4 separate regions of the Mus musculus genome follow, and regions 1, 2 and 3 are each linked to region 4. A link is a contact called in public promoter capture Hi-C data. All regions are on one chromosome and are shown on one strand. The core of a region is the stretch at or near the end of the contact, and the rest is flanking DNA. Distances in the headings are between cores, read along the strand shown.

The links. Promoter capture Hi-C pulls out the DNA fragments that hold promoters and counts their contacts.
Region 1: a contact with region 4 is called in a promoter capture Hi-C map of liver, with 6 times the contacts expected there. The contact joins the promoter of E030025P04Rik here to the promoter of Cacng5 in region 4. A contact is called at or near these places in 8 of 39 promoter capture datasets (the 3T3-L1 cell line, embryonic stem cells, hippocampal neurons and 3 more).
Region 2: a contact with region 4 is called in a promoter capture Hi-C map of hippocampal neurons, with 5 times the contacts expected there. The contact joins the promoter of Arsg here to the promoter of Cacng5 in region 4. A contact is called at or near these places in 3 of 39 promoter capture datasets (cranial neural crest, hippocampal neurons and stem cell-derived epiblast-like cells) and 2 of 115 datasets of contacts at active chromatin or transcription factors (embryonic forebrain and embryonic stem cells).
Region 3: a contact with region 4 is called in a promoter capture Hi-C map of hippocampal neurons, with 2.6 times the contacts expected there. The contact joins the enhancer-like site here to the promoter of Cacng5 in region 4. A contact is called at or near these places in 4 of 39 promoter capture datasets (the 3T3-L1 cell line, hippocampal neurons, liver and 1 more).

Annotation. Positions count from the first base shown.
Region 1 is chr11:109,142,927-109,148,857 of GRCm38.p6, reverse strand. E030025P04Rik (RIKEN cDNA E030025P04 gene) reads left to right here and starts at 4,489. Exons shown (of 3, transcript NR_037978.1): 1 at 4,489-5,039.
Region 2 is chr11:109,468,984-109,474,693 of GRCm38.p6, reverse strand. It overlaps Arsg (arylsulfatase G), which reads right to left and starts at 1,320. Exons shown (of 14, transcript NM_028710.3): 1 at 1,273-1,320. It overlaps Slc16a6 (solute carrier family 16 (monocarboxylic acid transporters), member 6), which reads left to right and starts at 1,096. Exons shown (of 6, transcript NM_001029842.2): 1 at 1,096-1,446. The coding sequence starts at 1,202.
Region 3 is chr11:109,527,980-109,534,026 of GRCm38.p6, reverse strand. Arsg (arylsulfatase G) reads right to left here. Exons shown (of 14, transcript NM_028710.3): 9 at 1-118. Among named protein-coding and RNA genes, the nearest start is that of Gm22378, 31 kb to the right of the region's middle. Within about 2 kb of position 3,501, at least 5 of the 459 cell types and tissues checked have an H3K27ac peak or open chromatin away from gene starts, as enhancers often do. A contact at or near this core is called in hippocampal neurons, where this site is marked.
Region 4 is chr11:107,913,159-107,918,423 of GRCm38.p6, reverse strand. It overlaps Cacng5 (calcium channel, voltage-dependent, gamma subunit 5), which reads left to right and starts at 3,369. Exons shown (of 6, transcript NM_001199301.1): 1 at 3,369-3,524.

The DNA.
Region 1 (5,931 bases), core at 3,240-5,739, 1.2 Mb before region 4:
GTCTCATGGTCTCTCTCTCTCTCTCTCTCTGTGTGTATGAATATGTGCCTGCGAATATGCTCAGATCTCGCTTCTTTGTTTATTCTCTTTTGAGTTCTTGTCATCTTTTTTTTCCTCCTGAGTCTCAGGTTGGCTTCGAACTCTGTACTTGCGAATGACCTTGAACGTCCTATCCTCCTGCCTCCACCTCCTGAGTGCTGGGATTACAGGCATGTCCCATCAGGCCTGGCTTATGCAATGGTAGGCATGAAATCCTGGGCTTTATGTGTGTGCTAGGCAAGCACTCTACTGAGGTTCATCCATATCCCTTTATGGTTTGTTGTTATTGTTGTTGTTGTTGTTGTTGTTGCTGCTGCTGTTGCTGTTGCTGTTTTTTGAGACAGGATCATATTTTGTAACCAAGGTTGGCTTGGAGCCTCCTGGGAGTGTTAGGGCTACACACCCAACTTTTCTTCCTCTTTTAAAGGTACCCATCCTATGGGGTAGAACCCCACCCTATCACCTCATTTAATATTTTTTCTAAAACCTTATCTCCAAATATAGTTACAGTTTGTGAAATGTATTCAGCATATGAATTTGAGATGGAGGGAAGATTGAAATCAGTCTATAGGGAGATCACACCGTCCATAGCAACTCTAGCTAAGCGGTTGTTGCTATGGTTTGTGTAGAGGTCTGGGTGAAAAGTGACTGACATAAGCTTGGGTATTTGGACACTTGGTGCCCAGTTGGTGGCATTGTTTAGAATTGGGGAGAAGGGTTAGTTGGTGTAGCCTTGCTGGAAGAAGTGTGTCACTGGGGTCAGGGTTTGAGAGCATGTGGTCTTGCCTTACATCCAGTTTGCATTCTCTGCTTCCTACTTGTGGTAAAAGGTGATTTAGAAGCTTTCTGCTCTCTGCTGCCATGGCTGTCCCTTGCTACCCTGCTTCCCGACCCTCATAGGCCATTACCTCTCTGGACCATAAACCAAGATGAATGCCTTCGTTCGTAAGTCATTTTTGATCACAGTGTTTTATCTCAGCAACAGAAAACGAGCTAATACATAATGCTCATATGTTGAAGGATGGGCTCCCAGTTTGTAAAGTCAATCGCCAGGGACAACTGGGTCATGAATTTCCGAACTTCACCCATGGATTAATCCCTAGATGAATTCAGGGCTAAAGGGACTGTCAGATGTGCCCTCCTGCTACCTTTTGTTTTCGGGCTGCTGTAAAGTGAATATCTGTGTCCCACCATGCTCTCCCGATACTACGCTCTGCCACGGTGCTTGTAGGAAAAGATGTGATCTCTCAGCTTCCTGCCATGCCTGTTCCTGCTGTCTTACCTCAGCGCAGAGCTAGCCCACTCGGGACAGAGGCCTTTAAGACCATGGGATAAATCTTTCCTTCTTTGAGTTTCTTTTCTTGTTGCTGGTGGTCACAGAACCGTCCGGCTAGCAGGAAGATGACAGCAAAGGATTCTTGGGTCCTCTCTAATCAAATCTTTTTATTTATTTATTTAATAGCAAACATACTTCTTTGGAGTAATAAGAAAAAAATGTTTCTGAGCATCAAATCTTTTTTGCTACAAGTGATTGTAATCCATTTTATCCAAATAAACCCGAAAGGCCTCATTGCTGGAAAGCCCATGGATCCCAGCCCTCTCTGTACAGGACACTTTTACTCCAACATGTAGCTCTGTCTCTTTCTGCTCTGAATGGCCTGAGACATGCCCAGGTCACAGAATCCCTGTGACCAATATCCTCACATGTATGGCTGGCCATGCGCAATGGCCAGGACTCGGTGGATGGTACCCTTTCTGCAGCCGCACTACTTAGAACTTGAACCAAAGCACATTGGAGAAGGCTCTGGTAACTTGATAACCAGTGTTCAGAACTTTGTTCAGCAGGATCCCAATGGGTCTACAGTATGAAAAGTCTGAGAGGAGAAAGAACTTCACCAGACTTTCCAGTCTGGGCTGAAATTTTGGAGCCAGACCATGAGGTGTGATTTCCAAGTGGGTGGCCCAGACAGGGAGTCTCCACTTGCTTCTCAGCTCCACGTTCCTCAAGTAAGGGAGCCCAGAGATTCATCACTGTGTCAGACCCAAGCCTGGGATCCAGAGCAGACACCAGGATTCACTATTAGCTCTTCAGGCTATCTTTCTGGAATCAGCCCCCGGGAATTGAACTGATTTTCAGTATTGTTGTCAGGTATACACCAGACTAAGCCGGTGGCTCGCACCCAGCCTCCCTGTGCTGGACACTTCAGGTACTACTTCAGGTAAGCCATTTGTCTCTGTGAGTTCAAAAGACTCAACAGCTTCCCGTGAGAAGAACAAGATCTGTTGCACCTGCAGGTCCTTAAAGAACTCTCTCTTGTTTGCTGTGGTGTCCCTGGTGGCTCTCATAGTGTCTGACAATAGGGTTCAGGTGTAGGGAAAGACTCGTGGTAACATAGACGTTAACACCATATAGTCCAAGAGATGGGGCAAGTCCCAGTATGGGTGGCAGGCACCAGCCCTCATCAGGTCAGCCTTGGGGACCCCTGGAGGGGGTTAACATGAGCAGAACTGTCACTAGATGCTTCAGAGAGCAAAGAGGAGGTACAGAGGACCACTCACCTCAGACCTTGGGGTATGTGTTAAGTGTTCGATGTATCCTGGATGACTAAAGAAAGGACATCATGAGCTAGTGTGGATGAAAGTGGTTTTCAAACCATAGGGAAACTCCCTGAGACTGAGCTATTTGGCCATTATCACCTTCTCTGCTCCCTGGATCCATGAATAGATGACATTCTGCAGTCTCTTATGTTGCTGCCACTGCAGAAGCAAGACACAAAGCCTGGCTGTGGGGACCTCCAGGTGGCCAGGTTTGAAGACTTCATGTCAAGGAGCGATAACTACCTTGCTTTTCTTTTCTTGGGGGTTGCTTAGCATCTGGTGTTGTCTTGACCAACAGGCAGTAGCAGTGGTAGTTCATGTTGCAGATTTGAGAGGTTCCTAGAGGCTGTGCAATAAGTCCAGGGTTCAGAAGCACAGTGCTGGAGTCCTGGGCACTATTCATAAGCAGAGAGGGTCACTCAAAAAGCCCTTTTAGAACCGAAGGCCTGTGAGCATGTAGCTCTGACCATGGTCCTAGCAGTCCAAATGGTCCTTGTGAAGATAGAAGGAGGACGTGCTTAAGAGAACAACTACGGAAGTATTTCAGCTTGACTGGGGCAGACGATATTGACAAGAAGGCATCGGTTGGAGACAAACATGAAATACTTACTGGCCTTAGTAGGCAGATGATTCCAGCCATGATCTTAAGGTCTTACATGGTAAGGATCCTAAGATGAGTTGCTAACCTGACTCCAAATCAGACCTTACAGAGAACAGCCAAAGGGTCTGGAAAAGAAAGGAAGTGAAGCCCACCTCCAAGAGTTCCAAAGGATGGAGGGTCTCATTCTGCATGCTTGCTTGGCGAGGTTACGACAAATGCCTGGCTCGATTCCAAGTTCCTAGAAACAATGTTTACAAGATAGTGCCTTTGTTCCTCAAGAAGTAAATACATAGAATCCCAAGTCCAAGCCAGGCGAAGGCCATTGCAGTTCTGTTTCCCTCAGTCCTAAGAGTCTAGCACTCCAAGGACATGGGATGGACGCTAATAACCAAGCTTTATACAGCATCTGGCAACGGCACTCATAAAATCCAGAGAGATTACACGGCCTGGGAAATGGTGCAATTAGTTAGATTTATAACCAGCTGACAGATTGTACCCAAAGGATGCTGATAAACAGGATATAGAATCTCCTAAATGGAGACCTTCAGGAATGAGACAGATATCGTCAATAAGTAAGAGTGGGCTGTGTGCCTGATAACAGGGGACAGTTGGGACAGAGGCCAAACAGAGAGCCTGTGTATCGACTACCAGATGTGCTCATTGCACGAGTCCCAGGTAGAGTGCATAGTCTACAACCTACATAACTGTATACAGCTGCTCCAGCTGTTGGGTTGTGGTTCTGGTGTTGACATAGCTTCAATCGTTCAGGAGAAGCTTTAAAAAATAATCCAGTGTTGGCCACTAATTCAAAGGTAAAATAAAAAAGAAACATAAAATATTATTCAGTCCAAACATAGCACATCTGCAGGCCTCATCTGGCAGCTGGACCATCAATATGTGAACTCTGACCCCAGAAAGATTTTCAGTAGCATGGGGCTGTGTCATGTGTCCACTTCTATTCAACATGTTTATCAATGACTTAGATTAAACTCTAGAAAATATGAGGGTCAAATTGATTATTGATCCAAAGCCAGAGACACAGCTGGATGGCCAACTCTGGATTCTCAATCACTTCAAGAGACAGAGACTAGGACTGGGTTATGCAAGAGGACCTCTGGAGTAAACAAACGTTAGATCACGTCCTTGGGCAGGGTGTGTGTGTGTGTGGGGGGGGACGGGACAGGGACTGATCCACACAAGAACACATGACTTACCAGAGCACGTGGTAAGAGGGGAAATGCTGCAGAGTCTTTGCTGCCCACAGATCAGCAAACACACACTGGTGTGATGTGGTTGCCAAGATGAGAAGGAATTTTCAGCTTCACCAGGGGGAACAGATCCCATTCTGCTGGGGCCAGTGGCAGCTGGAGCTTTGCCCTTGGTTCTGGGAACGCTCTGAGATGGATGACTGCGAGATTTGCAGCAAGGAGGGCAAAGGGATTGAGCACTACTCAAAAGGAGAGTGAGTAGCTAAAGATGTTAGGGCTTCCTCCTCCCTTAGAGAACAGAAGTCTTGGCGTGTAACTCCTGGGCTCTGACATCTGGGGAGTTTCGAATGGATGTCTCAGACAACACCAAAGAAGAAGAAAAAAACATACCAAGAACCAGAGTTTAGTCAACCCTTCAGATACTGCGTAAGCATGTCTCAGATTTGGGGGAAGGACTGTCCCCACCTCACCCCTGGGAGCAGCAGGAGGTGGGTCAACTTCAGCCAAGACCAGGATGGAAGGGATCCGACTGTTAGACGCGTGGCCGTCAGAGACACAGAGGACACAGCTAATAGGATGCAGAAAAGGCCCAGGTGAGAGTTAGCTGTGACATTTTTTTTTAAATAACCACTGAAACTAAATAGCCACATACAAACTTCTAACTTTGGCTGGTAAGGAACAGCGTATCAAACGAATTTAGGAGGAGGGGCCCGAGGCCAATGGGTACTTAGGAGACATCAACATGACAAACCATAGTTTCAAAAGTGGGGTTTCAAGTCGGGCGTGGTGGTGCACACCTTAAATCCCTGCACTTGGGAGGCAGAGGCAGGTAGATGTCTGTGTTTGAGGCTAGCCTGTTCTACAAAACGAGTTCCAGGACAGCCAAGGCTATACAGAGAAACCCTGTCTCGAAAAAAAAAAGTGGGGTTTCTTCTGGGGTTTCTTCACCGAGGACTTCAGGAAGACACCTCATCTTTTTCCACCTTATGTATCTCAGAGGGCCACACTTCCACAAAGATAATTTTTCTCACCAAGTCATGAGAACACTCCCCGTTCTAAGAATGTAGGAACCCATTGCTCTTCCCTCAGAATAGACTGGAATCTCTTCACAAAGCATTGAAATACAACATCTTCTTTCAACGACTGGAGGTAAAGCCCATTCTAGTGTCACAGAGGGGAGAAGGGGATCTCGGAGCGCTACATGGTTGCCTGAGGTCGTGGAGGTCTAAGTCTGCTCTAGCAAGCATTATAAGTGCCCCTCAGAGCAAGAGTCAGCAGACTCCAGGGGAGGCACAGGATCCCAGCTACAGACCGACTTCTGATTCTTTGCTCTTTCATAGGCCTTCACGCCAAATGTCCTGCTATAAAACAAAGGGCCTTCCCATTAAGAACTGGCATCATACTTGGCACGATAGTATATATCTGTAATCCCTGCAGTGCCCAGGAGGCTGAAGGAGGACTTTCCTGAGTCTGAGACTGGCTTAG
Region 2 (5,710 bases), core at 71-2,570, 1.6 Mb before region 4:
AATTTGCCAGTTATTATTCAGTGGTAGCCTGGCTGGACTACAGTGACCAGAGTAACACACTCTGCACCAATACACCTGCCTCCTCACTTAGCCACACCAGAGCCTATTGACAGCACTGGGTGACTGCATTCCCAAATCCTGGGGGAAATGACAGAGCAAGGAAAGGTTTTTATTAAAATTTTGAACCGGTGCTCCTCCCGGTGGGTGGCGACCCTTCAGGCACACTCCCAAAGTAGGTTCTCTGCAGTTTCTAACATCAGAAAGACAATCTCTGAGCCACAATCAACCGACGTGGGTTGCCTAAGTCTGAGGGGGGAAGGGGGGGGAATGCAGAGGAACAGGGCTTTTGCTGTGAGGCAGTACCCAGTTTTTCTCCAGAGGTGTGAGATGGAGTCCAGGAAACCAACTTTGCGCCCCCTCTGGCTCTGAACAGTCCCTAATCCTCAGACACGCGCTGTCCTCAGGAATAACTCGGGCTTCTCCGGAAGCATCCATTTAGTTCATAGTGACCTTTGGGATCAGGGGGCTTGGAGGTTTGGGGGTCTCGATCCCCCCAGAAGCCTCCTGGGGGGGGGGGGGGTTAAGGCTGCCGTGCACCTGTGCTCACGCCGCCTCCCGCCTAGGCGGGTGCGCGCGCACGGAGAAGCGGAGATGCTGACTCAGCCAGGCTTCTCCCATCTCTTTCGCGCAGCGCGGATGCTGGCGGCTGGTGGCTGCTGCGGCTGCAAACAAGGCAGCACGGGGAGGGGAGGCGGGGGAACACGACAGTGCACCGGCAGCAACCCAGCCGCGGGCTCCTTAGGGCCCATTGCGGCACTTCCCCCCGCATGCCCGGAAGGGGAACTGGCGGGGCGCGCGAGTTGACGAAATTTGGGGGGGAAGTGGTCTCTAGAGGAGGAACTCGGGATCCCGCGCGTGCTCCGCTCACACCCAAACTGGAAGGAACCTGTTCAGTCCGGGACCAGGGACGCGCGGGACCAGCCCAAACGCGCGCCTCCCCTGCCCTCCCAACCCCCCCTCCCCAGCCTCCTCACTGGCTCCCCAAATCCTCAGGGCGCGGGCGGACCCGGGAGCTGCGCTCGGAGAGGGGGTGCAGGGGCGCACTCGGTCGCCCCGGGCTCGATCGCGCTCCCGCTCGCACTGCAGCTAAGTGCCGGGGTCCGATCGGGCCGGGATCACACGGGCACGCGCGGATGAGGGGATGAGGGCGTCGGGCCAAGGACCCCAGAGGCGTCGGCGGGGATGGGCGACCCGCGATGACAGCGCGGTTACCTTCCGTGACCCCCAGCCCCGGCAGCCGGCAGGCGGGGCGCGTGCCTTGCGCGGCCCCGATCCACGTGGGCCCGCGCGCGCGCACCAGGCCGGCCCCCTCCTTGCAGGCGCTCGGCGCTCCCAGCACATGGTCGGCGGCGCGCCCCCGAGGCCGGCGGAGACCGGCTGCAGCCGGTATAGGATAAGAGATAGGCAGAGAGAAGCGGGGCCGGGGCGCGGGCGGCGGCACGCACGGCCCGGGAGGAGGCGACAGGGTTGGGGGGCGGGGGGAGGGTGTGGCTCGGGTGGCCGAGGCTGGCGTGGGTTGGGGGCCAGGGTACTCCAGGCTCCCCGCCCGGAGCCAACTTGATAGAGACTCTGGCCCACGCCCTAAGGGGTTAAACCTTTTTCTCATGTTACGGAGCGGTTTATAAGAAGGCTCCGGAGGCCCAGCCTCCGCCTTATTGGGTGCCTTTTGGGGTTTATTCTCTTCCCTTCTAACTTGGTGAGTTGGTTTTATTATTTTACACGCTTAAAAGTTTGATTGTGGGGTATGGGTGTTTGTTTGTTTGTTTTTTAATATGTGTTGGGGCCTTTTTTTTTTTTTTAAGGGCGGGGAGGAGGAAAGCTTTTAACATTTTAAAGAGGTTAATCCGAAAAATATTCTGACAGTTGGGAGTGTTCGGAGCCACTGGGATGACGCGCTCGGGCAGTTGTGGGCAACTGAGAGTTGAATGTCCATGACCCTAAGTATAGATGGGTTCCAGGAAATACCTTAAAGGGTGCCCTGGCCTTTGATCGTCCCCAACCCGGGGTGAAAGGAGCCAGGCTGTGAGGCGAGTCCGGCGACCGTCTCAGACCCTCTCTGGATTTTCCTCATGAAGTTGCCGGCGCGTCAGCAGAGCGAAATGTCAGAGAGGTACCTTCCTTCCCCGGGCTCGCGCGCGCACCCAAGGCGGCCACTGAGGCAGCACGAGGGAAAAGTGGAACTTCGGGTCTCCATCCCTGTTACCCCCCTCCCCAGGGCGGTCCCGGAGAGAGACAGATTTCCCTTCGGAGCGTGGGTCCCACACCTTGCCGGGCTGCACTGTCACCCGCTTGCTGCCTGCTGGTCGGTCCCGCACAACTTCCAAGGTCCGCCGGGCTACCAGCGGCAGCAAAGTGTCGTGCAGCTGAACGGCTCCAGGCGTGGGGGGAGAATGATTTTAAAGAGGAAATAGGTTAATTTCCTTCTGGGTTGTTCTCAATCCCTGCACCGCAGCAGACAAGTGATAGAAGTTTGTTAGATGGCGTGTAAAAATGTCATCGAACAACAGGGTAGGGGGGAAGATCGTAGGAATTGAGGAACCCATTACAACTCCTTAACCTGGAAGCTGGTGGTTTGTACAGCTAGGCACTGTGCTGGCTGCTTTTGACGGGAAGGGGATTTCTACCTTAGGATTGAGATTTCAGCCTCTGGTGATCTGACTGGTTTTTTTTGTTTGTTTGTTTGTTTGTTTGTTTTGTTTTGTTTTTTTTACAAACCATTCTGATGAGTGTCTAGCTACAAGAAAGTGCCAGTTCCTATACTAAGGTCTTCCCGTGTGCCAAGCACTGTTAGGTGGCTCGGGGGTTGGGGAGAATACAGTGGTGAAACACCTTTCCTGGTAATTAAGGGACCAGCGGCACCCGGCACCGTCAAAGATAGAAACTGACAGTATGTAAATAAACAATGCAGTCAAGTGGAAAACTGGTCTTAATGAGTACCACTGGCCCTGAGTTTTCCTTCTGCGGTTTCCAGAAACAGGACTTTTCCTCAGTGGAACTCCAGAGGAAGACACTTAAATTAGGGGCTTGGGTTTCAACTCGATGGTCTTGCAAACCGGGTGAATAGCTTGTAGCCAGTGATTCATTCAAACGTGGCTGAGGCCGTTTAGCAGGTTAGAGTTGGGGAAGTTTTGTTTTTTATAGAGAGAATTCAAACGAACTTCCCACACACACATGCAGACTGGTCCAGACAACTGAGGCTAGAGACAACTTGTCAGAAGCTGTATACTCCGGTCTACATCTTGAAGGAGCTTCGAAGTGCCTCTGTTCTGCTGACACCAGCAGCCGCCAGCTCATTGCCTTCTAAGCTTGTCTTTTGAACTTCGCCCAGAACTGACCCTAGACTAACCCCAGAGACTGTATGATAATCCAGTATCTTTATGTCTTTTTGCCAAATCCTTACAACAAATTAAATCACAGTGAATGTCCCAGGTAATTATAAATCTCCAAGTCCTGTAGGACACCCATTTAAGGCCTGCTTCCTTCACCCTCTCAGGGAAACAGGCTTATTATCCTGTAGCCCAAACTGGCTTGAGACTTACTGCGTAAAGAAGCCTGCTTCAACACATAGCCCACTTCCTGTCTTGGCTTCCTGAGTGTAGCTGTCTATAGGTCTATAAGCAAAGAACTTCACTCCAGTTTGTTTTGTTTTATATTCTCTCCTTTTTCTTTTTTGACAGAGACATAAGGGTAACCAAAAGCTACTAGGAAATACACTAAACTGTCCAGCCTTTTTTTTTTCCATCAGAAGGACATTGGGGGGTCTTGGGTGAAAAGCCAGCAGGCGCTTACTCAGAATAACAGAACTATCTAATGGGGAAAAACCTAGAAATCGCCTTCACAGATGCAATTTAGCCATCAGGAGATTTCTGCTAGTCCGGAACCACTGCCCAAAGGGTTTCCAGAAGATAAACCCACACTGGGCTAATCTGTAGGTGGTAACTCAGAGTCAGTCGGGGTCAAAGGCCATCCCTTGGGATTGCCTCTTCTTAGGGGACAAGCTTTGGACTCAGAACCTAGTTAGATTCAGAATCTACGTGTTGGGAACACTGAACATCAAGAAGAGAAGCCGTGGCCGGAGACCAATCAGGTTGTTTAACCAGCTCTGCCATTTAAAGCCCCACAAGGTGTTTCCCATCAGATACAAAACCAAACGGACTGGTAGTTTTCGCAGTCTGTAATTTGTGGAGGCCTTTGAGTCGTCAAGTTGAAAGGTTGGGCCTCGGTTGCTTTGTGCACAGTGTGCACAGTGTGACGGTTCGTAGAGCCCAGTGGCCTGTTGGTTAAATGGCAGGAGGAAGAGCTAAGCAAACTGCTTATTCTGCAGCCAGACACTTCCTCGTTTTAAAAGGCATGAGCTGTGTGTTGTTTTGGGGGCACCCCCAAGTCTCTTATTTTGTTTAGTAAACTTTGAAGAGGACTAGTTTTGTTTCTGTTGCTTGTTAGTGTTTATTTCCTTTGATTGTTTTTGTATTTTGTTTTTGGTGTTTTGTTTTTTGAGGTGGAGGAGAAGGTAGACAGGACTGTAGTCCAGGCTGGACTTTAGCTTTGCTTGCTTTCTCTCTCTCTCTTTCTCTCTCTCTCTCTCTCTCTCTCTCTCTCTCTCTCTCTCTCTCTCTCTCTCTCTCTCTCTCTCTCTCTTAGACAAAGTCTAGATGTGTAACCAAAACCTAGCAATCCTCCTGCCTCGGTCCTCTGAGTTGACCACAATGCCCGGATTGTTCAGTAAACTTTGAGCAAGCGTCTGTGATACACAAAATGCTATGCAGGCACTGAGTCTGGGAAGAGTATCTGATTGCCCTGTAGGTAGCCCGCCTCATACAGTCTTTTCCACTCAGGGAGGAGGGTTGAAATAGGGTCTCATGCAGCCCAAACTGGCTCAAACTTGCTTATAGCCATGGGTGGCCTTGAATGAATTTCTGATCCTTATGCCTACAGGCATGTTGGGTAGCACGCTACCATGCCCAAGCTCTTACGCGCGATCTTAGCTATAACATGCCAATATTATCTTCCAGGAAGGCTTGTACTCTGTTATTGTGCCATACTGTGGTCTTATCTCAAAGCCACCCATGGTAGGATGAAGGATGTTCCAGGCTTGTAACTGGAATAAATGTTAGAGTTGGCTTGGCGAGGCCATCTTCCCTTTATGATGATCCCAATAAGAAGGTAGAAAGGTTTGTTTCCCTTCATCCTCTGTTGGTTGGGCGTGGCTGGCTAGTGCCTTTAATCCCAGACAAGAGGGTTGCTGCAGATTTGTATGTATCATGAATGTAGTGAAAGCTGTATTTGGTTGTAGCCAGAACAGAGAGGCGCAGACATAAAGCATAAGTGAGCAAACTATCGCCCAAAAGGGGCTCAGGAAATAAATAGGAGCAGTTCAGTGTCTTCTGCCCAAATCTAACGTCCAGCTGCGTCACACCCACCCCCTCAAGACCCTTCCAGAGCTAGCACTTTGCCTCTTAGCCCGGTTTCCTTGGGCCACCCACTAGGTTCAGCCTGCAGTCATATCAGCTGATGAATAGAGTTAAATGCTAAAGTCAAAACTATCATCTGTTAAAGCTGGAGGATGCCTTCGAGATTCTCCAGTCTCCGCTAGCTAAGTGCCTTTAATCCCAGCACCTGGGAGGTTGAGGCAGGCCAGGCAGATGGCTAC
Region 3 (6,047 bases), core at 2,252-4,751, 1.6 Mb before region 4:
CCGGAGACTTGCACGGTACAGGCTTTGGCGCTGTGGGTGTGCCAATGGTGGAGTTACAGACAAAGGCACATGCATGTGAGCCAGGCCCACGTAGAGCAGGAAGGGTCTTCCACTGGTGCTGGAATAAATGGGAAAACTCAGAGCCTTTGCAAGAGGCTAGTCTTGTCCAGAGCCTCAGCAGTCAACCACCACCCCACCACAGGACCAACCCTTGGGCACATGGAAAATTCATTTGTCTAATTATAAGAAAATGTGTAAATCAACTCGCTAGCTGATTAGAAAAACAATGCACCGTAATGATGGCTAGTATCCTGTAATAGTAAGAGGTATTACATAGGATTGGTGTCTAGGTCCATCCTTAGGATAACTCCAGTTTCTCCTTTCAGGCAATGAACCATACATCTAGAGGGATTTAAGGACTTCCTTCAGGTTATGCCACTAATAATAAACAGCCTGGATTTAAACTCAAAGTCTGCCTAGAGCAAAGTCTGTGCTCTGTGCTGCACTTCAGAGTCCAAGCATCCGGACCACCATGTTAATTCCAGGAGATATAGCCACAAGGAATCTCAAGATGCGCGTGGATGTCGGGATGGTTCTGATGCTAAGGTCCTGTTCCCCAGTTGGTTCTTGGTCTACCAGTAAAGATGCCATGGGCTCAATTGCCGAACAGAAGGAACAGGCAGAACTTCTGGATCCCCCACAGGCAAGCAGGAGACACAGGAGAGGGGGAAGGGATAGCTTGCCCTGCTTCAGAGAGAAAAAAGCCAACTGGCCATGTGAGATCTCGGTGGGAGTGACCACAGGCCGCTTCTATGGGGGGTGGGGGTGGGGGGCGGGAATGCTGAGCTGGGACTGAGCAACTGAAATTGAGTACAGATTTAGGGGGCTGAGCTGGGAGTTCTGGGAAGGGCATGCTAGCCAAGGTAGATTGGAGGTACTTAGCAGTTGAGCCAATAAGGCAAGTTGAAATTGGACAACTGTGTGTATCTGTGTTTTTCATCCAGTGATCCAATATTCTCTGGGCAGGGGCTGGTAATGTGGCCTGTTCCTGGAGCTTAGACAGGGTAGCAAAAGCTACACGCAACATGTGACCAAAGGGGAAAGACATTTAGATCAAGGCTCTGTTCTACACTAAACCTGATTCCTCTGGCAAATTCAGAATGAAAGGCTTGAGGGAGCTAGCATGGCCAGGCCAAGTCTCTCTGGTCTCATGGGGGCAGGCCCATAATCTTAGCTACTTGGGAAACTGGTGTAGAAAGGTCACAAGTTCAAAGCCTGACTGAGCTACATAGTGAGATGAAGACCAGCCTAGAAAACTTAGTGAAGCCCTGTCTCAAAACAAAAAGGAAAGAAATGGCCTGGGGGTATGACTTAGAGGTAGAATTCTTGCCTGATGGACAGTAAGGCCTGAAGTTTAACTTCCAACACTACCACCACCACCAGATCCTGTCAGCCTCTTCTCGTCTCCACAGGCACTGCGTGTGCATGGCAAAATACATGCAGGCAAATAGACACAATAAGAATTAATTTTCATGCAAGTTTTTTGAGTGGCTGATTTGAGTTCCCTTTCACTTCTTAAAATCGCTCGATGAGTTTGGCTCAACATCAGGACAGACTTCCCGATCATTTCTAAAATGCTAACTGAACGTACTTCTGCCGCTTTGTACTGCATACGCTGCGGAGGAGTTACTTCTTCATATAAAAGCAAAGAAGCGCATCTCATCTTTAACGGATGCTTTAAGTTGCATGCACGCCACAGGGTGGTTTGAAAATTATCTTTTTTTATGATTTATTATCGGTACACGTTTGGTCTGTATACCTATTTTGTGTACATGCCTACGGGGCTGTTGTAAACATTTCTTGAGGCGGGGTTGGAGGCGTGGCTCAGTGGGATACTCCTCTCCCTGAGCACCCTTACCATGGTGATGTTCCCTCTCCATCTTCCTTTCCACCCCAGCACCAATGCACCAGGGTTCTAGATTCCCTTTCAAGACCCATTTTCACCCAATGAAGGTAATGGCTAATTTGCTCAGAGCACCACATTCTACATCAGCAAATCAAGGAAAAGAGAAAAAAATAATATAAAAAATAAAAACCTAGGCTCCAGCTCTTGAAGGTCCGTTTTTTTGTCTACAGGCCATCAGGACCCTGGTCTGAATGAGCGTGTATCTTAGCTCAGACTGCTTCAACAAAAATACCACAGCCTGGGTGAATCGAAGCAAATGTTTATTCTCCCAGTCCTAGCACCTAGGAGTGTCTCCTTCCTCAGACACTACCTCCTTTTACCCTCAACAGAGAGAGAAACTAGTCTTATCCTTACCTGATAAGAACACTAATCCAATCACGGGGGCTCCATCCTCCTGACCCTACCTCGACCTAAACACCTTCCAAAGGTTCCCACGTCCTAATAATATCCCACTTGGAGAAGGTGTGTTCAACCCGTGCCCTCTTAGGCCACATACACACATGATGACTATGAATGCCACCGAACATAAACTTACTTAAAACATAAGGTTTGTGTGCACGTGTGCGTGTGCGTGTCTGTGTGTCTACTATGAAGTCCCAGCTACCTTGAATTCAAGCTCCTCCTGCATTCGACCCATGAATGGAACGCTGAGGTCAGAGGCGTGTGCTACCATATCCCCTCTTGCTGTCTTTCATACCTTGATTGTGCACTTTGTAAATGACAGCTTGTATCATAAAGTTAAATATGTCTTGTGTGACTAAGGGCTTGGGTGTCAACTTTCGAAGTATAAGAGACATAGAAATACAGGTATAACATCCTGGGTATTGACCGCATACCAGATTTTCCAGAAGACTCTGGTTTTGAACTCATCAAGTCAACATCTACTCTTCTGCCTAACTGACCCACCCTTACTTGCCAGGTTCTCTATGTTCTCTGTTCCCAGTAAGCAACATAGGACTGGTTGGCTTCATGCTTCCAGAGAACCCATGTCACTCTCTGCCTGCTCCCCTGTTTAGAGCTTTGTCTGATGCCTAAAAAATGCACATGTTCTGGTAGATTTGACAAGCAGGTCCAAGTGGAAGGCATATCATTGTCTTAGTTACAATAACTGTTGTTGTGATGAAACACCAGGACCAAAAGCAAGTTGGGGAGGAAAGGATTTATTTGGCTTACACTTCCACATCACTGTTCATCACTGGAGGAAGTCAGGACAGGACTTCAAGCAGGGCAGGAACCTGGAGGCAAGAGCTGATGCAGCGGCCATGGGCAATGCTGCTTACTGGCTTGCTCAGCCTGCTTTCTTATAGAACCCAGGACCACCAGGCAAGGGATGGCCCCACCCACAATGGGCTGTGCCCTCCCCTATCAACCACTAATTAAGAAAATACCCGGCAAGGCTTGCCTTCAGCCAAATCTTATGGAGGAATTTTCTTTATTGAGGTTTCCTCTTCTGGGATGGCTTTAGCTGGTGTCAAGTTGACATAAAACTAGCCAGCACGGATGTGGGCAGGTCCAGGGGACTTTTCTGCTTGCTACAGTGAAGAAAGTCATGGATGAATTGGCAGGTCAAATCTTAAAGAAGCCTGCATGCCCTATGACTGCCTTCTGTAAAGTTTAAAAGCCAATGACTCATTACTTTAGTTAGGGAAACAGCCAATTCTTCACTTTTTTTTTCCTTTGATACTAAGAGAATATCAGTTGGTTTGCCTTTCAATGCAATCCAACTGATGGATGTCTAGGCTCCAACACCCCTGCAGAGCAAGCATTACACAGTCCCCAGCCCCAGCCAGCTGTCACTCCTCCTGCTTAGAAGGCTGAGACTCTAAAACAACAGGAAACTGCCCTCGCCAACTATGAAGCATCTGCTCATTGCAGGGCAAAGGAAACTAGAACCATCCCTAAGCTGTAGGGAGCTGGGAGATGCTCAACCTTCCAGATCAGAAAAGCTTGGCTCTGTCTCTATCAGCAGTCTGAGAAAAACTACTGGCAGTGTTCGTCAGATATCTGGGGGGTCGTTCAGATGCCACCGCTAAGATCCTGGGATGTTGCTCTGAGATTTGAAGTAGTGGGGGCATATTCTGAAGCGCACACACAAATAAGTCTACCTCACCTGACACATCTGCCCTCCTTCATGGTGTCTCTAGAAAAGTCCAACATGGCCGAGCAAGGGCTGTAGGACCCCCTGCACAGCCAGCTGATCTGTTCAGCTATCCCGAGAGAATGCCATTTTAACTCAGCATCCCTTACTTAAGTTACGGCTATGAACCGAAGAGAAGTGTTCCACTGTCCTTGAGGTGTCTGAGACCTTGGGAGATGGAAGCAATCACACGTTTAGCCACCATTAGCCAGGCCAGACCAGGACCAGGACGTACAACACACGGTGGGGTGGATTCTGTTGTCGCCTGTGCTGTTTGCTTTCTTGGACATTAATTTAGTTTATGCAGAGGTGCCATGGCGTGTGGAGGTCAAAGAACAACTTTTAGGAGTTGGTTCTTTCCTTCCACTCACACAACCCGGGGGATTCAACTCATGCTGTGGGGCTTAGCAGCCAGTGCCTTTATCCACTGAGCCACCTGGAGTCCTGTTATTATCATTATTATTTTAATGATTTTTTTTAACTTTTATTTAATGTGAATTGGTGCTCTGCCTTCACGTATATCTGTATGAGGGTGTCAGATCCTCTGGAGTTACAGTTGTAGGTGCTGGGATCGAACCCTGGTCCTCTGGAGGAGCTGCCAGTACTTGTAACCACTAAGCCATCTCTCCAGCCCTCTCTTGATTTTTTTTTAATTAGTAGTTTCTAACATTTTAAGACTGTTTCCTGTCTCTCCCCCAAACTGGAAAGATCTGATAGCTCAGGCTTGCATTCCTGGCTCACCCATCATCAATGGTGGCAGCTAGGTAACAACTGCTTACTACAGATGGGGCCTGCTTTCCACTTTTTTTAAGTGTTTTCTTTCAATTCTATGTTATGGGTATGGGTATCCTGCCTGTGTGTATGTCTGTGTGCCACATGTGTGCAGTGCCCTTCGAGCGCAGACGAATCGGATCATCAGAACTAGAGTTACAGATGAGTGTGAGCTGGGTTCTGGGAACCAAACCTGGACCCTCTGCAAGGGCAGCCAACGCTTTCAACCACTCAACTATCTCTTCATCCCTGCACTGTGGGCCCTGTGGATGTGTGTATTTGGAGTCCTGTGTGGGAGATCAGACAACAACCCTCAAACACACCTGAAGTCTCGTCCCTGGAATCGGGGGGGCTTTACCTTCCATGGCAAAGGCAGTTTCCAGGTCTAATTGTGTTAAAGATCTTGAGATGAGATCCATCTTCAGACTTCCTGGTTGACCTGTTCCCCCACCCCCACCCCCCTTCAGCTGGCCATGATCTCTGCCTCCTGAGGGCTGGAAAGTGTCACCCCATCTGGCTCCTGGTTCACTATTAATCACTAATGTCCTTAAAAGAAGCCTGGGTGTGGTGGCACATTCCAACACTTGGGAGATCAGGAGTGGCAGAGCCCGGACTATGAGACAATGTCTAAAGAGGGGGAGCGGCAAGGGTATTTGACCATGCAAGGGATCAAGAGAAGTAGAGATCAGAATGGTGCGGCCATAAATCAAGGAAAGGCAGCAGCTATTAGAAGCTAAGAGAAACAAGAAACAATTATTTCTGGGGAGTCCAGAAAGAACGAGCCCTGTTCACCCTTTGATTCTAGCCCTTTAGGACTGGCTTTAGACATCTAGCATCATCCAGATCTGTGGAAAGCTTGTTGCTATGGTTACTGTTGGTTTTAGCCACCACGTTGATGGTCATTTGTTATAGCAGCAACAAGGAACTCATATACCCTGCTAACAAGTATCGTGAGTATTCAGAATGCAGTGGGCAGGTGTATCCCTCAAGGAACTTACGCTCCAGTAGGAGAAGAAAGAAAAAATGCACACAACCATGGTGCTAAGCAAAGCGGGATAGTCAAAAGTCTTAGGGAGGCCAATAACATACTTGAGGAACTTCTAAACTAGGACCAGAGAGTCTGTTAGGCCCAATTTCCAATGTTACTAGCATAGGGGAGACATGTATAAATTA
Region 4 (5,265 bases), core at 2,120-4,619:
ACTCTGTGGCAGCGGTAACAACCAGCTTGCCTTTTGCCCGTGGCATGTGTCTATCAAAAGTCACCCAGGAAGTCCGACTGCTCGTTATCACATACAAGAGCTCAGGTGACAGAAGACATCATGTCACCTGTCTCCATGATCCCGAAGGCAGAGAGAATTGGCTGACAGAGCAGACACCTGAAAGCGGGATCTGTCACCACCCCCATCCACTAGGGCCAGGAGGAGGCTGTCAGGAAGCCCCACCCCTACCCAGGACATAACTGGGCATTTTCTTCCTCATGCTTGCAGAGCTTACTGGGCAAAGCCGACATGCACGTGCAGTGTGGCAGGGTGCTCCTAATTAAGACCTAACTAGCGTGTGGAGCCTCAGATTCGCTCAACTCAGCTGTGGATTCAGAGAAAGCTTGTGTTTCATGAAACTCCTCACCCAACAGGGAGTGATGAATTATTGAAAGGATCAAAAAAAGCGATCGGGGAGGGAGATCTGCTCCATTATTCATCAGGCCAGGAGTCCCCAAGTCCCCAAGCACAGCTGCTGGCTTTCACACCTACACCATTTTCCCATTATGTCAACAGGAGCGTTTCCAGCCCCGCTGTAACGGCAGCCTCTGAGTAGACTTCCTCTCCTGCCATTCCAGGCCTGTCTTCATCTGCAGCCAGCTCTGCAGAGCTGTAGCTAGGGATGGAGGCTCTGCTTAGGGCTGAATGCTTTCCTTTCCTTTCCTGGCGCCAGCTCAGGGGTCTTCCAGCCTGAGGGCAAGACTCCTTCAAGGACCAGAAAGGCTTTTTTAAAATAAAAGAATATAAATATATATATACATATATGTATGTATATGTGTGTGTGTGCGTGCGCGTGCGCACGTGTGTGTGATGTGTGTATGTGTGTGTGTGTGTGTGTGTGTGTGTGTGTGTGTACACTGTAGCTGTCTTCAGACACACCAGAAGAAGGCATCAGATCTCATCACAGATGGTTGTGAGCCACCATGTGGTTGCTGGGATTTGAACTCAGGACCTCTGGAAGAGCAGTCAGCGCTCTTAACCGCTGAGCCTTCTCTCCAGCCCCAGAAAGGCTTTTTAACACAGCTCTCCCTACCCCCACCCCAATCTATGTCTGCAGCTGTCTAGCCACACCCATCCAACCCCAGCCCATTTGCATTTCAAACCTCGGTGAAATTTCCTATGTTCTGTCCACAGTCTATGCTGACTCCTTCCTCCTCTCCAAACTCCCTCTCTGCCCTCTGTCTTACTACTGGAAGGCTCTTCATCCTGCAGGTCTGCATCTCAAGGCCAGATAAGTAACTTTCATACAGACCATGTCAGGTGCAACATCCTTCACCCACAAGGTCTCAGAAGCTCAAGATTCTCACCAGTTCTGGCCGCACCGCGAGGAGGGAGTCTGTGCAAAACATAGCAGAGCATCTCAGCCAAAGTGATTATGAATTACATCGTGGGAAAGCTTATCAATACACACACCAAACACAGCCTTCCCAAGAAAGGGTTGTACAACTGCCCGAGCCATACCCTGGTTTCCCAGAAGTGAGAGATTCAGAGAGGTTATAAATTTTGTCTGAGGTCACACAACTAGCTAGGTGGCAGATTCAGGTTGAAGATCACATCCCAACAAATCCACATCCTTTCTCTCTCAGTCACCAAGTCTTGGGGCACACTGCATTGGGCAGACTGGGAAGGAAGCCACGGGCATCCCTGGAAATGCCCTATGTAAAGAGTTTCAATGGAAAAAGAAAAAGTTGGGCATGGTGGCACATGCCTGTAATCCCAGCAGAGGCAGAGGCAGGTGGATTTCTGTGAATTCAATGTCTCTTTAGTCTCACTATGTAGCCCTGGCTATCCCGGCACTCACTGTGTTGAACAGGCTGGGCCTCAAACTCAGATCTTCTTTGTCATTTTGTGGCACGGATCCACCACACCTGTAGTGTAGTTTGTTTAGCAGCTATCTCCTTGGCAGCTTTAGTCTCTTGAAAAATTTATCCAACTTTTAGACATTCATTCAACAAACACCTCCCTCGCACCTGCTCTGTGCCAAGCCTTCTGCCTAAGCTCATAATATCAAGGAGAATGTCAATCAACTCATCATTGCCACACTGATGACTCCTGGGCCCAGAGGAGGAAGAGAAATGCATCCTTATACCACAGGGAGAACCAATAGTATGTGGTGCAGTTTCTATACAGCAGTATCCACCCACGGTCTGGATCAAGCAACCTTAGCCATAAAGGGCTTTCGTACAAGTGATGTCTTATAGTCTGGGGGTAAATGTGTTCACTGCTGATATCTCCGTGTCTGACACTGACCACTGGGCAGAGGAAACAGCTGAGTTGGTAAAATGCTAGCAAATATTTGCAGTCCAGACACTGGGAGCAGGAACAGGAAAAATCCCTGGGACTTGCTGACCAGCCGAGTCTAATCAGAGTTCCAGTACCAAGATCCCAACTGCATGCATGCACGCACATGTGTGCACACTGGGCATGTGTGTCACACACACACACACCACACATGAACTCACACACACATGAGCACACATTCACACGAACCATCTTCATTGCCTGAAGGAACTTGACAGAAGAGTCAAGTTGCTGGAGGACGCCCGCGGCCAGACTGCCCAAGCCTACATCCCTGCAGGGCATGCTTCCAGCTTGCAGCAAATGCTACTGTGTGCAAAGTTTACACATGTGTGGACAAAGTTACCAGCTGCCATTTCAGAGACATGAAGGTGGACTGATGTTCCAGCCAGAAAGAGTGAGCCATATGTCTTCCCAGCCAGTCTGGCTGGATAGCCGCCCTTCACCATACCATGGCTCCAGCTGCAAATTGTCTGGGGCTTCATAAACCTGTGAAATTAAGTTTGACGGTGCCACGGAAGCCAGGTAACAATTTAGAGAAGGAAGAAATGCTTAATGCCAGAGCCAGGCAGCTATGAGCTACAGATGTGGTTCTGTGGTGTGTCTTCAGGAACACCCTTGGGTCTGAGCTTTCCCCTTGGCATCCATGAAATGGGAAGGTTGTGAAGGTCAAATGACCAGAGACCTGAAAAGTGTTTTGACTAGTGTCTGGCCCTCAGAACTCAATAAACAACTGGCTGGGGCTGGAATAATCTCTCCACCACCGACTGCAGCGGCCGCCACAGGACGATAAGTCTGACTCAAGGCAGGTGCTCTCGTTTGGAAAGCCTCCCTTCTCCTACGACAACCCCCAAAGTCTTCACCTACAGCCTCCACGAGGACGCTTCCCCACCCCAAGGGTTCTCCTCTGGGTGGAAGGCAGCATCCTTCTGTCCCAAAGCCCACCCGCAACTGACTGCATTGGGAAGTCAGGCCCCGCCCAGACCCCGCCCCAGACCCCGCCTTCTTCTAGTCCAGTGTTCCAGCGGCGGCCACCCGCACGGTAGCTGGCGCAGAGCAGCTCCGGCGGACCGGACGGGGCGGGCGTCCGGCAAGCAGCGCGGCACCTTTCACCGCGCGCAGCCCACAAGGGACCTTCCAGGCGAGTCTGGGGTCGTGACCGTGAGGTAAGAGCAAAGATGAGCAGGAGGGATATACACACGCCTTATCGGGGGTCCAGGAAGCGATTATCTCTAGTGGAGTCAATGCTACTGCGTTGAGCTGGCCTCCTTAACTGAGTAGCCAGGGGCAGGGTGGGGCGTGCAGGCGCTCTCTCTCTCTCTCTCTCTCTCTCTCTCTCTCTCTCTCTCTCTGTGTGTGTGTGTGTGTGTGCAGGGGTTGGGGATCATGACGCCCCCTCTTTGCCGATGCTTTCGAGCAATTTGCCCACTCCAAAGCCAAAGCCACACTTTCCCACCACAGACTTGAGTAAAACTGGAAGAAATGACCCGGATGCGGGATAGTAAAGGCCTCTGCCACCTGTTGAGCTGGGCTGTGGGGTCTCTGAGGGCCTAACTCTCCTAGGCTGTCAGGATCTGTGATTGGACTCACTTCCCAGTGGTCTCACCCATCTGCAAGTTACCTGCCCATCTTAGGACATCCGCTCTGCCTATCTTGCTTTCCTCCTGTCTGCCCTAGGCGACAGGAGGGGATGCCTGGGAGGGCTAATGGGAGAAAGGGGCTTGGCTAAAAGCCCCAGAGCTGATAAAGGTCCGTGGTGGGACACCACAAGGCATGGGGATTCCCTTTATGCTTTGTGTGAGATACCAACCCTCCCCCCAGGAGTACCCTATATTTTCCCCTAGCCACTCGAAAGTGCCCCCATTTAATGACTGGATCTCTTTACTGGAATCCTATCATGGTAATTGATGGAGCTGCAACATATGAGCAGTTTTAAAGTGAAATGAAATCTTGGGGCTGAACAGGGATTTAAAAACCATACCAGGTACCTCCCGTGGTTGCTGAGCAAGTCTCATCTCAAGGCTGGCTCTCAGGATGCTGAGAAATGGATAGCTTTCTACTTGGTCTTGCCACACAGGTGGCAGAAATTCCAACCGTTCTCAGGTTGGAGGCATCAGGGTTTTGTGACCTGGGAGAGGGCTTGGGGGCATGGTAGCTGAACTGTTCACATACAGCTGGAAGAGGCTGGCCTTAGTCTGTGATAGAAAGCATGGACTCTAACCCCATTCGCTCACCCTCTAACAGTGTAGCATTGGCTAATTCACAGAGCCCCTTGGAGGCTCTGTAAAGCTGGGCTGTCAGTTGTGAGAACAGAGTAAGGTCACACATGACAGTATCCATTCGCAGAAATGTCCAGGGCTGTCTCGGCTTCCTCAGACACTAGACTTGGGGATGGTGGCCACATAGTGAGGAAAGCCAAATTAGTTCTCCGAGAGGGACAATGTGCAGTGTGAAGAGCTTTCCAGAGCTCTGGTGGAGTTTAGATTCCCCGAGGATGAAGGAGCTGTAACTATGGAGCCATGACTCTAGGGGGAGCTATCATTGCTTCCCCAGGCTTCTGGTCCATTTTTTTTGCAGACTCCTGGGTCATTGCCAGCTAGTCCTTCACTGTGTGTCTGTCTGTCATCCCATCCTGAGTTTGGTGCTGGTCTTACATGGTGACAGAACTGGGGACAACTGCAGGTGACTTTACAGGCACTGGTAAATCCTCTCTTCACCAAATATCCACTTCTCCTGGAGTATAGCTGTCTGAGTTCTAATATTCTGCCATGAGAGATTTATTCCTTTGGTCCCCTGCCTTGCAACCTGTGTCAGCTACTAAACCTTCACAGTGATGGCTTCTTTAGAGACATTCGGGACCTTTAAGAAAAGAGGGTATGGACAGAAGACCAGAAAGGGGGAACATTT